2 separate regions of the Bombyx mori genome follow, and region 1 is linked to region 2. The links are chromatin contacts, called in public Hi-C maps. All regions are on one chromosome and are shown on one strand. Each heading gives the region's core, a stretch centred on a gene start, on an enhancer-like site or on the middle of the called end of the contact. The rest is flanking DNA. Distances are from core to core; before and after follow the strand shown.

Region 1 (5,150 bases), core at 904-3,403, 150 kb before region 2:
GTGGCACGGGCCGCGCGCTCGGATGGTCACAACATAAAATCATGTACAGAGTTCCCGGATTTGAATTACTTAGTTTATTATTTTTTCTTGTATGGGCTTACATTTTTTGTGATTAAAAATTTAAAATTTTTTTACTTGGTTGGAGTGCCACAATATAATTTTATTCTATGCTGCTTTTATTGTACAAGCGTGTTTTAATAAAATAAAAACAATATAAAATACGTAGATAAAGTTAGAATAATTCGCGAATACATAGTTACTTTGGCATAACGCTAAATTTTACTCGCGACTTCATTTACGTAGAAGGTGAAAATATTTTTGTATAATAGAATGTTAAAGAGCTATTAAAGGTACCAAAATCACGCTATTTAACCGACTTCAAAAGAGGAGGCTATCAATTCGACCACCTTTTTTTATCTATGTATGCTCATCGATTTCTCGAGCATGCTTGAACCGATTCTGATAATTCTTTTTTCTTTTTCTTCTTTTTTTGTTCGAAAGGGGAGACTTCCCAAATGGTCGTGTACTAATCAGAATCAGGATCTGATGATGGAATGCCGGAGAAATCGAGAAATCATTTTCAAAGAATATCTTGAAGTGATTTGGGTGTTTCTTGTTATTCTTCTTATTTCTGTGCCGTCGTGCACTGGCCGACCGGCGCCTTGTGCATTGTTATTACGCGCTTGATCATTATTTTGCTGTTATTTTAAACGTTATTTTAAAACTGCGATATCTTCTAAGGTACTCATTGAAATCAAATGATATAAAAGGCGATTTTCTTTTAAACTAAATAATTGTAATGAATAACGTATTTATTTTGATAAGGATTAATATTATCTTTATAAAAACACCTTCAAAATAATGCTTTATTTTTAAAAAAATTAGTTTACATAAAAAGGTCATACCCATACCCAACCTAAGCATATTGACAAATGCTGTCGCGGACTTTTTTTAGAACTTTAAAGGGAAACAATTCTTTCATAGATTATTTTAGTGAAACTTTACCCGTTTCCGCAGCACATACAGCGGAAACTCTCAGAGGAAAAAAAATCACCCCGATTTTGTAGCATTCTGTATTACTGCTCCGCTCGTATTGATCTAGCGCGATGTTATATCTAGTCAGCCTATAAATCTAGTCAGCCTTCGTCAATAAATGGGCTATCTAACACTGTAAGAATTTTTCAAATCAGACCAGTAGTTCCTGAGATTAGCGCGTTCAACCAAACAAACAAGCTCTTCAGCTTTATAATATTAGTATAGATTGACAACTTAAACTAATCTAAGTTGAACTATTTCATATTGAAATTGTTTCACTTGAGAAAAGCCTAGGTTATTACTTAATTTTTTGTATTTTATATGATAATATAAGGAAAGATTATTTATTAATAAAATATTTTATTGATTATATTATATATTTTATTCTTAGTTAGAATGTTGTGTATGAACATTATTAGCATACTTTTTTGTTTATTGCTTAGATGAGTGAACGAGCTCACAGCCCACCTGGTGGGTAGTGGTTACTGGAGCCCATAGACATCTACGACGTAAATGCGCCACCCACCTTGAGATAGAAGTTCTAAGGTCTCAAGTATAGTTACAGCGGCTGTCCCACCCTTCAAACCGAAACGCATTACTGCTTCACGGCAGAAATAGGCAGGTTGGTGGTGCCTACCCGCGCGGACTCACAAATCCGCGCACAATAGCACTTAATCTAAATTTAATATAAATAGGATTATAATAGTATAATTTAATATAATAGTTAGGAGTTAAATACGTTCTTAGTAACGCCATCGTATGCGTGAGAGAAAGGGAAGCCAGTCAGACTGACCCCGTAACACGTTACGTAACGAAGCGGCTTACCCTCCCAATTCCACACAGCAATTCCCATGGTATATAGTCCGTTGCACAAAACATAGAGAGAACCGAAGTTCCTCCGCAGACCCAGATACTCCAAACGCACTTCGAGAAAGGGACTACTGACAATACGAACGATCCTATTCGGTGTAGGCTAAAAAAGTTATTTAAAACTCAATTTTGTTGTAATAATTCGAAATTAAATTGGCTTTTTTTTTAAGTCACCCAAATTGAGCCTTCTGTACTGTTCTGTAGTTTGTGTACGACCGGTCTAAGGCATACATGTCTGAAATCTGACTAGGATCGCATGTAATAATGGGGCATACGTTCAAATTACCTGTCAATAGACTACGCGCCTTCTTTATAACGTATCTTTAGGATGTAACTGTACTAAGAGTTGGAGGATAGGAAAAGGAAGACGTTTTAGATTAGAACTAGAGGTACCGCAGTAGTCGAAATTCGACTATAATTAATTGGAATTGTAAGTTTGTACACTATTATGATTGTATTTTATACTTCTATAATCACAAATTTCGCCAAGACTACACTATAAATAGTATTAACAAAGACCAGTGGCGTACCTAGAACTTTTGCCGCCCGGGGCGATCTCCAGTCTGCCGCTCTTTCTATTATAAGTCAATCAAATAGTGGTTTTTATAAATTAATACACATAAATAAATTATTAAGTTATTTAATCAATATTAATTAATACACAGAGTAAATTTTTTATTATTTGTATGCACTCGTAAACATATTTATATAATATCTACTCTTCTAGCTTTCATACTAGAAAAATCGTGTATAATGCCAAGTCCATGTCAACTGGTAGTTTACACGGGCATATGAGCGGTGCAATTTATCAATCCAAATACAATTCTTCAAAACGGACTGAGAATATTTATCTATTTGCGAGCTCTGAAATTGTAACTTCGTCAGTATTTTTGTTTTGTTTCGTTTAGATTTTGTTGTTTGAAAAAGATAGTTCTTATGCCGGCGCCCTAATGCTTTGCAGACCTAGCAGACCGCCTTCCGCCGGCCCTGCTTTTCAAAAGAAAAATCGATGAATAAAAAAATATTGACATATTACTTCAAAGTAATCATACAAACTTTTCAAAAGAAATGACATTTATAAACTGATATTAAAAAAATTTTGTTAGGAAAAATTGCCGAACAAAATCGAGAAGATACTTTTACGAATTCAAAGAATTTTAATGAATACAATAAAATCAAATTATTACCTTGTTCTTGAATTCAAAATTTACACTAATATGCATTTATATACACCGATGAATAATATTCGAAATCATATAGTTAATCATAATTTATATAAATCAAATATTAAACTTATAATAATCATAATAATCATTTATTATTCAAGAAAGAAAATAAATATGAAATGAATAAATTGCTTTATACAACTAAAAGTACCTAAATGCTAAAATGCCGCCCCAGGGTAAGTGCCGCCCGGTGCGGACCGCACCCACCGCCCCCCCTTAGGTACGCCACTGACAAAGACAAACAATATTTAATCTATTCTCAATTTGACAACAGACGTCAAGAACAAAAGTTTGACAATAAATAGTATGCATGCGTGTGTGCGTCAAATACATGGTATGTAGTGTGTGTAATGTTTTCTTTATTGATTTAATGTATCTTTTATGCATTATTTAAAAAAATATTAGCATTGTGCACTTCTCTACATTCTCTATAAGTGTGGAAAATTTCATACTCCTCTGTCCGCGCAATTTTCGTAAAAAGGGATACAAAGTTTTTGCTTCACGTATTAATATATAGATTATACATTACACTGTGTATTTGAGTGTATACTTACGGATATATGTATGTATGTTTATGTGTAGGTAGGTATGTATGTAGATATATATTTCACTGGATTGGGACACCGCGCGTAATTCGTTTCCAAATGATTCTTGTCCACCTGATGGTTGTATGGAAGACGTTGCTCTTAGCGATAAGACTGCCAATTGTACTTTTTTTGTATTTAATGTATTGCATTGTTTATTTATTTTTTGGTGTACAATAAAGAATACTCTCTGTCTCTCTCTCTCTCTTGACGTTAGCAAACGAAAACGTATGACAGTTCTTAGGACGGAGGCACCGCTCTTCAAGAAGGCTGGTTGGTAAGTGTGATAGTATCTACGCGCCTCCATCGGCTAGGCTCTGTCGTAGCACGAAGTTAGCCGAGTTCCGCCGATACCGCAATCGTGCTGCCATCTCTCGGGAATCGCGCTGCGTTTCATTTAGCTACCAAACTAATGACCGTCTCCGACATTTAAAAGATAAAGAATAAAAAATTAATAAATCACGAAAAAAATTCGATTAGTCCCGCGCAGGCTGACGTGCGAGATGGTGAGTGGTAACAATTAGCCTGTCGCAGCGTGACCATCGATAAATCAATACGCGGGCTCACTAATACATACATACGATATACGGCGTGATTTTTAAGTAGACTATCAAACCTTAATCGACCTACGTACGAGTGTTGCAAGACGAACCAAGAAAAAGTTCCCCAAAAAAAACAGAGAGCGGTGATGATACTAAAAAAATCATGAAATACTTAAGACGTTTTTCAATTGGAGCTAATCACCATAATTCCCGTCACTATATCAGCTGCCATTATTAGGTTCTAAAGTCTGGATTAAATATAAACATAATTCTCTTACAACATTGCAACTTATATAGATAGAGGAAGAGGTAAACCTAAGAAGCAATGCATGGATTGGGTGAAAGACGATATGTGTAAGAGGGGAGTGAGCGAAGAATTGATATATGATAGAGGAGTGTGGAAGGAGAAAACATGTTGCGCCGACCCCAGGTGACTGGGAGAAGGGTAGGAGAATGATGATGATGATGGTGATGATGACGATATAAAGATGATATGTGTAAGAGGGGAGTGAGCGAGGAAATTGTATATGATAGAGGAGTATGGAAGGAGAAAACATGTTACGCCGTCCCCAGGTGACTGGGAGAAGGGTAAGAGAATGATGATTGATCATTACAATTCACTCATATGTATATGTTGGTATAGCACTGCAGAAATCTCTTGATATCGACGTGTGAAATGCTATTGGGTCTAAGCGACATTTTTCCATCTTTACAGGAGAATCATTTAAAGTTTAAATTTTGGATAAAATATTATAACAAAAAAAAAACTCTTCAGCTATTTGAATGGAGAAAACTTTTTATTTTTATTTTTTATTGCTTAGACGTGTGGACGAGCTCACAGCCCATCTGATGTTAAGTGGTTACTGGAGCCCATAAACATCTACAACGTAAAT
Region 2 (5,692 bases), core at 2,218-4,717:
CATACATATGTACCAAATCTTTAATCAATATTTTGACGTTGTAATCTTAGTTCTAATTTTAGCCTATTCTAGCTAAACGTAATCTATAGGTACATATAAATAAAATTGGAGTGTCTGCTTGTAATATTGAAATAACTGCTTTTTACTACATGCATACGGTAGGTACATACCTACACCAAAATAATATTTTTTACAATTTTTGTCTGTCTGTCTATTTGTTCCGGCTAATCTCTGGAACGGCTGGACCGATTTTGACGAGACTTTCACTGATAGGTACCTGATGATATAAGGAGTAACTTTTTTAGACTAGCGGTACGTTTGCAAGCGGTATGTTTCCGAAGCGAAGCGAGGGCGGATCGCTAGTTATAAATATAATTCAAAACCGAGTTATTCGGTTCAGACTTTGCGTTTATTTAACCATTTGTACAATTTCTGATGTTTCATATTTGTTTTTTCTATGTTCATGACAACTTATTTCTCGTAGGAAATTGTGGAACGAACAAAATAAGCTCGAGATTACTAGCCTTTTATTGTTTTTAATCAATGTTAAAGATTTTTTGATTAATTATTGTGTATCTTTTTAGCTTGTAATGTGTCATGTGCCTAATAAATAAATAATTACAAAGATCGCCTACTTGGAGAAGAAGCCTAAATAACGCTAGAGTTCATTGTCGTTAGAATACAAATTATTAGAATTAATATTATGATAATTACATAGGTACTATCTATCTACATCACACGTATGAACGATAAACCATCGCCCACGTCTATGCTATCTATGCTTTCATCACTATTTTGTTTTATAGCAGTATTAAAGTAAAGTATTGCAAGTAATAAAATATAATTAATTGCATTTCAAAGATAACAGGTCAACGCATACATCCTATTTGTTCAGGGTTCAAGCGTCACCGCACACTACCGGTCACCGTGCTCGGCGAACCGGTCGCTTGAAGGGCTCGACGAGTAAATTAACCCATTGACACAGCCCACTGAGTTTCTCGCCGGATCTTCTCAGTGAGTCGCGTTTCCGATCCGTTGGTAGATTCTGCACTGCTTTTGCTAGGGCCAGTGTTAGCAATGCTCCGGTTTGAGCCCCGTGAGCAATGGCGGATCCAGGGGGGGGGTCATGGGGGTCATGACCACCCCCTGAGCTGGTTCCAGGACTTAGGTGGACCACTAATTGAATATAATGATTTTATTTATATATTTTGTCACCATACAGATTTTATGTAACTACATACCTTCAATATTTAATTAATTTAATATAATATAATAACTTTGTATAATGGCAAACGTTTGGAAACGAACGCATCTAAATTTGACTATGTGACCCCCTCCTGGCGCCAAAACTGGATCCGCCCTTGCCCGTGAGCTCACCTTCGCGTCAAGGTGATGGTGAAATTGCCTCTCAAGGCTATCAGCCTCAAAGGCTATCAGCATAGGTAGGGGAAAAAACCGCACACTGAGAAAACAATGCCGTAAACATTTTACTTAAATTCCCTGATAAATAATGCCCAATCGCATAATACACAGATGATCCCTCATCTCCTTGTTTTCATCGCACCTCCCGCCATCGGAGCAGAGTTCATCCATATTATCTGGTACCGCTGTGTTCATCGACAGTGCGTTTCCAGAGGTCTTTCTTGCCACGTACCATCCGGCTATGGAATGAGCTCCCATCCACGGTGTTTCCCGAGCGCTATGACATGTCCTTCTTCAAACGAGGCTTGTGGAGAATATAAAGCGGTAGGCAGCTGCTTGGCTCTGCCCCTGGCATTGCTAAAGTCCATGGGCGACGGTAACCATTCACCATCAGGTGGGCCGTATGCTCGTCTGCCTACAAGGGCAATAAAAAAAATACACCCTGAAATAAAACAAATGTACACAAGGTTTACAGGTAGGTTCTAAAACAAAACATAACCTAAAAGACTGATCTATACAGTAAGCATTGTCTCCACAAATCTAGTGTTATCTTCATAACAGCAATATATTATGTATATTTTTTTTCTTAGATGGATGGACGAGCTCACAGTCTACCTTTTGTTAAGTGGTTACTGGAGCCCATAGACATCTACAACGTAAATGCGCCATCCACTTTGAGATATAAGTTCTAAGGTCTCAAGTATAGTTACAACGGCTGCCCCACCCTTCAAACCGAAACGCATTACTGCTTCACGGCAGTAATAGGCAGGGTGGTGGTACCTACCCGTGCGGACTCACAAGAGGTCCTACCAGCAGTAATTACGCAAATTATAATTTTGCGGGTTTGATTTTTATTACACGATGTTATTCCTTCACCGCGGAAGTCAATCGTGAACATTTGTTGAGTACGTATTTAATTAGAAATATGCAGTTTTTATGTACATCTCTCGTCAATTTCATATTAAGTAGAATCGATCGTCGTTCTCAAAGAAATATCTTGCATGTGTACTTTTTATACAATTTGACATTTACCTACATTACTTGCCTAGATAACAAATCAAAATTTCGCAATAAAAGAAGGGTTAATATTTTCTTGCTCCTAGCGGTTTTTAGATTAAATTGACGAGCTATTTATGTTTCATCGTAACATTTCGAACACGCTGATTGCAATATAATGCTCTTTATTCTTATCTTTTTTTCTATCTTTAAACACTACGAAGACTTCTTTCTTCTCCGTGGTCAAACAAAATAATTCACGAATATGAAACACATATTTAACAGATTCATTAATTTCGAAATCTTCAAGGTAAATTTACATTATATTGCATACAGTTTCCGAACACTTACATTCGGATCGCCGGTCTACCAAGCATTTCACCCGCTCAGTAATCTTTAGTAAAGAAATCTTTCCTCTGTTGTTATCGCCAAAAGTTCATGCCCCACCTGGTATTACTGGTAGCAGGCAATTTTTTTCTAAATTTCATGTATTTCAATGGAAATTTAGATAGATTAGTATAGTAAGATGTAATCAATGTAAAATATAAATAACTTCCAAAAATGATTGCGTGTGATTACTTGCTCACCCAGATTTTAGAAAACTTGGCAATCTGGAGCAAAATGTTTATGAACAGAAAAATATTGCAAAGGACTTAATCTTATACAATACGGACGTGAGCTCGATCACCTCTCTAGGAATAAAAACAAATAATTCAAAATAAAAAGTAAGCTACCTGTAATAAAAGTGTGGTTTTCTATTTAAAAGGATACTCATAGTTTTATCAATAATTCGCACTTACCCCCATTATCTATCTACATACTCTACCTGTCTACTTCAAGATATCTTTGACATTTATTTCCAGTTTTAAAACCATACAATCTTGCAAAAATGCAAAATTTCATCCATGACTGCCATCTACCGACGAATAGCTGTCATATGATAACTTTCTACCAGCCTGTATTGGAAGATTTCAAGTGTACTGTATTCATATATTTAAAATTGAAACTACCATGGTGTATTTAAAATAAATGTTGTTTCTCAGTTGTCTACTATCATTAAAAAAATGTAAGACTTCGTTTCCATATTGAAAATGTATGTTTCTCACAAATATTATGTGTAAGCTATGCTAAGCACACTTGTGCTGCTGTCATCTCAAATAAATTAAGTGTATGCTGCTGTCAATTTGAAATTGTCAAATGTCAAACGATAGCTGCGTTTGTCAAATCGGCGTTTTCGAAAATTTCGCTTGTCATTCATTCATCAAGACTTTATTGAAAACAGTTTTAAACAAAAAATGGCTCTACTCGATTTCTGCCGTTTAAATGAAAAAATTAACTTGAAACCCGTTGATTCTCTAGCATCATTCAATAATGACATTACCGGCTACAGTGAAAACTTTGTAAACAGCGCTCAGCTCGCTTCTCCCCCATTTGCGAATGTAAGTAATGTAATTAAATAGAAGAATAAAACATTTTATTTTATTTATAATAATTAAAATATATTACACCTTACAGCCTGCTGAAACCTTAGCACACTTCAACACAAAGGATGAGACTGGAAAGGAAATCAAAATTCAGTTTGACCACGGCACCACCACTCTTGGTTTCCGATACAAAGTGAGTTCATAATTTAATATGAAGTTCTTTCAAACTAAGTATTATTAATTTATATTGCAACCCATATATAAATATATATTATTTATAGAATACTCGTTAAATATAAACTTGCTAACAAAAATACTACCATTCTTTCATTTTATATCTTACTGATGTAAAAGATTATTTTTTCAGGGAGGAGTCTTATTAGCCGTCGACTCTCGAGCTACAGGTGGCCAATTTATTGGTTCTCAATCCATGAAGAAAATAGTAGAAATCAACGACTATTTGCTTGGTAAGCATTAAAGTTTCTAGAGCATAACTGTTTACTTAGACAAAAACAAAAATAATGGAGTTTTAGTTTTACCAAAATGAGATTCCAATGAAATAAAAAAATAGGTTTCTTTAATATCTTTTGCTATGAAAACATTTTTGATCGCTCATGAATTCAATGAAATTCTTGAAACAATTAATAATAAAATAATGTTTATCAGGTACTCTCGCTGGTGGTGCAGCAGACTGTGTCTACTGGGACAGAGTACTCGCAAAGCAATGCCGTCTCTATGAGCTTCGGAATAGGGAGCGTATTTCTGTAGCAGCAGCCAGTAAACTCATGGCTAACATGGTGTACAACTACAAAGGAATGGGCCTCAGCATGGGAATGATGTTAGCTGGTATTGACAAGAGAGTAAGTTGTTAATAAGACCACTAGTAGGTACTTACTACTGCCAAACTCTAAATTGATATTAAGAAAATGTTTTTTTGTCCCCAAGAATTGGAAAAAAATTGTCCACATTGATCTCTATTATGAACTTCTCACCACCAATTGTGTCTTGACTGTGTCAAACATATTCATCCTAAATAGTCCTGGCAATACATTGTATTGTTTTTTTTTAAATGTTGAGACAAGTGAACAAACTCATTGTGGGCCACGATGTTAAGTAGTTATTGAAGCCTATAAATGCCGCTAACTCATTTTGAGACATGAGGTTTAAATCTGTTTTATTAATGGCTGCTCCACTCTTCAAACTGAAATTAATTACTGCTCTACAGCAGAAATAGGTTCTGTGATAGTACCTACCCATACAGGCTCACAAGACAATACAATCTTTTATAATATGCTTTTTATGCAATTTAGACTTTCAGCTTTCGGTTTTTTCAATCCATAATTTAAAAAAAGCATACTTAAAACAAGTATTTTGTAGTTTCAAATTATATAAGCGAGTATTTTTGAAAATATGTTTATATGTTTTTGAAATAGAGTCTAATTGGGTCAAAAACTTTTGGCCGAGTTGTTAATTAAATTTATTGATCATTGATTGCTCATAGTATATATGAGTCGACTAGTATCAAAGCCGGCAATGTGACTTTTGGACAATTACTGGTAAATCAGAAAAACGAATTATTGACTTTGTATTCCATTGGCAGTCACAAAACTCTTCTGAACGACATCTTAGATAAATAACAGGTTAAGTATTAACCTTTATTTAATGCAGGTTTTGAACCGTATTCTTTGCAGGAGACGATTATATTCAAATCAATCTGTATTGACATATCAATAACATTTTTTTGTCCAAATGCACAGATTGCCACCTTTGATAATAGACGACTCATATAAGTATTTTTCATTTAATCCAGGGAGCACAACTATACTATGTAGACAGTGAAGGTACTCGCA

What was found. A called contact is a pair of places that touch in the nucleus more often than the background predicts.
Region 1: a contact with region 2 is called in a Hi-C map of posterior silk gland, with 1.8 times the contacts expected there. The contact joins the enhancer-like site here to the promoter of LOC101740220 in region 2. A contact is called at or near these places in 2 of 7 Hi-C or Micro-C datasets (middle silk gland and posterior silk gland).

Annotation. Positions count from the first base shown.
Region 1 is chr20:4,696,319-4,701,468 of ASM3026992v2, reverse strand. The region is part of intron 1 of LOC100302602 (transcription factor AP-2); the gene reads right to left. Among protein-coding and RNA genes, the nearest start is that of LOC100302602, 24 kb to the right of the region's middle. Within about 2 kb of position 2,153, at least 3 of the 8 cell types and tissues checked have open chromatin away from gene starts, as enhancers often do.
Region 2 is chr20:4,547,107-4,552,798 of ASM3026992v2, reverse strand. LOC101740220 (proteasome subunit beta type-5) reads left to right here and starts at 3,467. Exons shown (of 6, transcript XM_004922529.5): 1 at 3,467-3,857; 2 at 3,934-4,035; 3 at 4,210-4,309; 4 at 4,509-4,702; 5 at 5,653-5,692. The coding sequence starts at 3,714.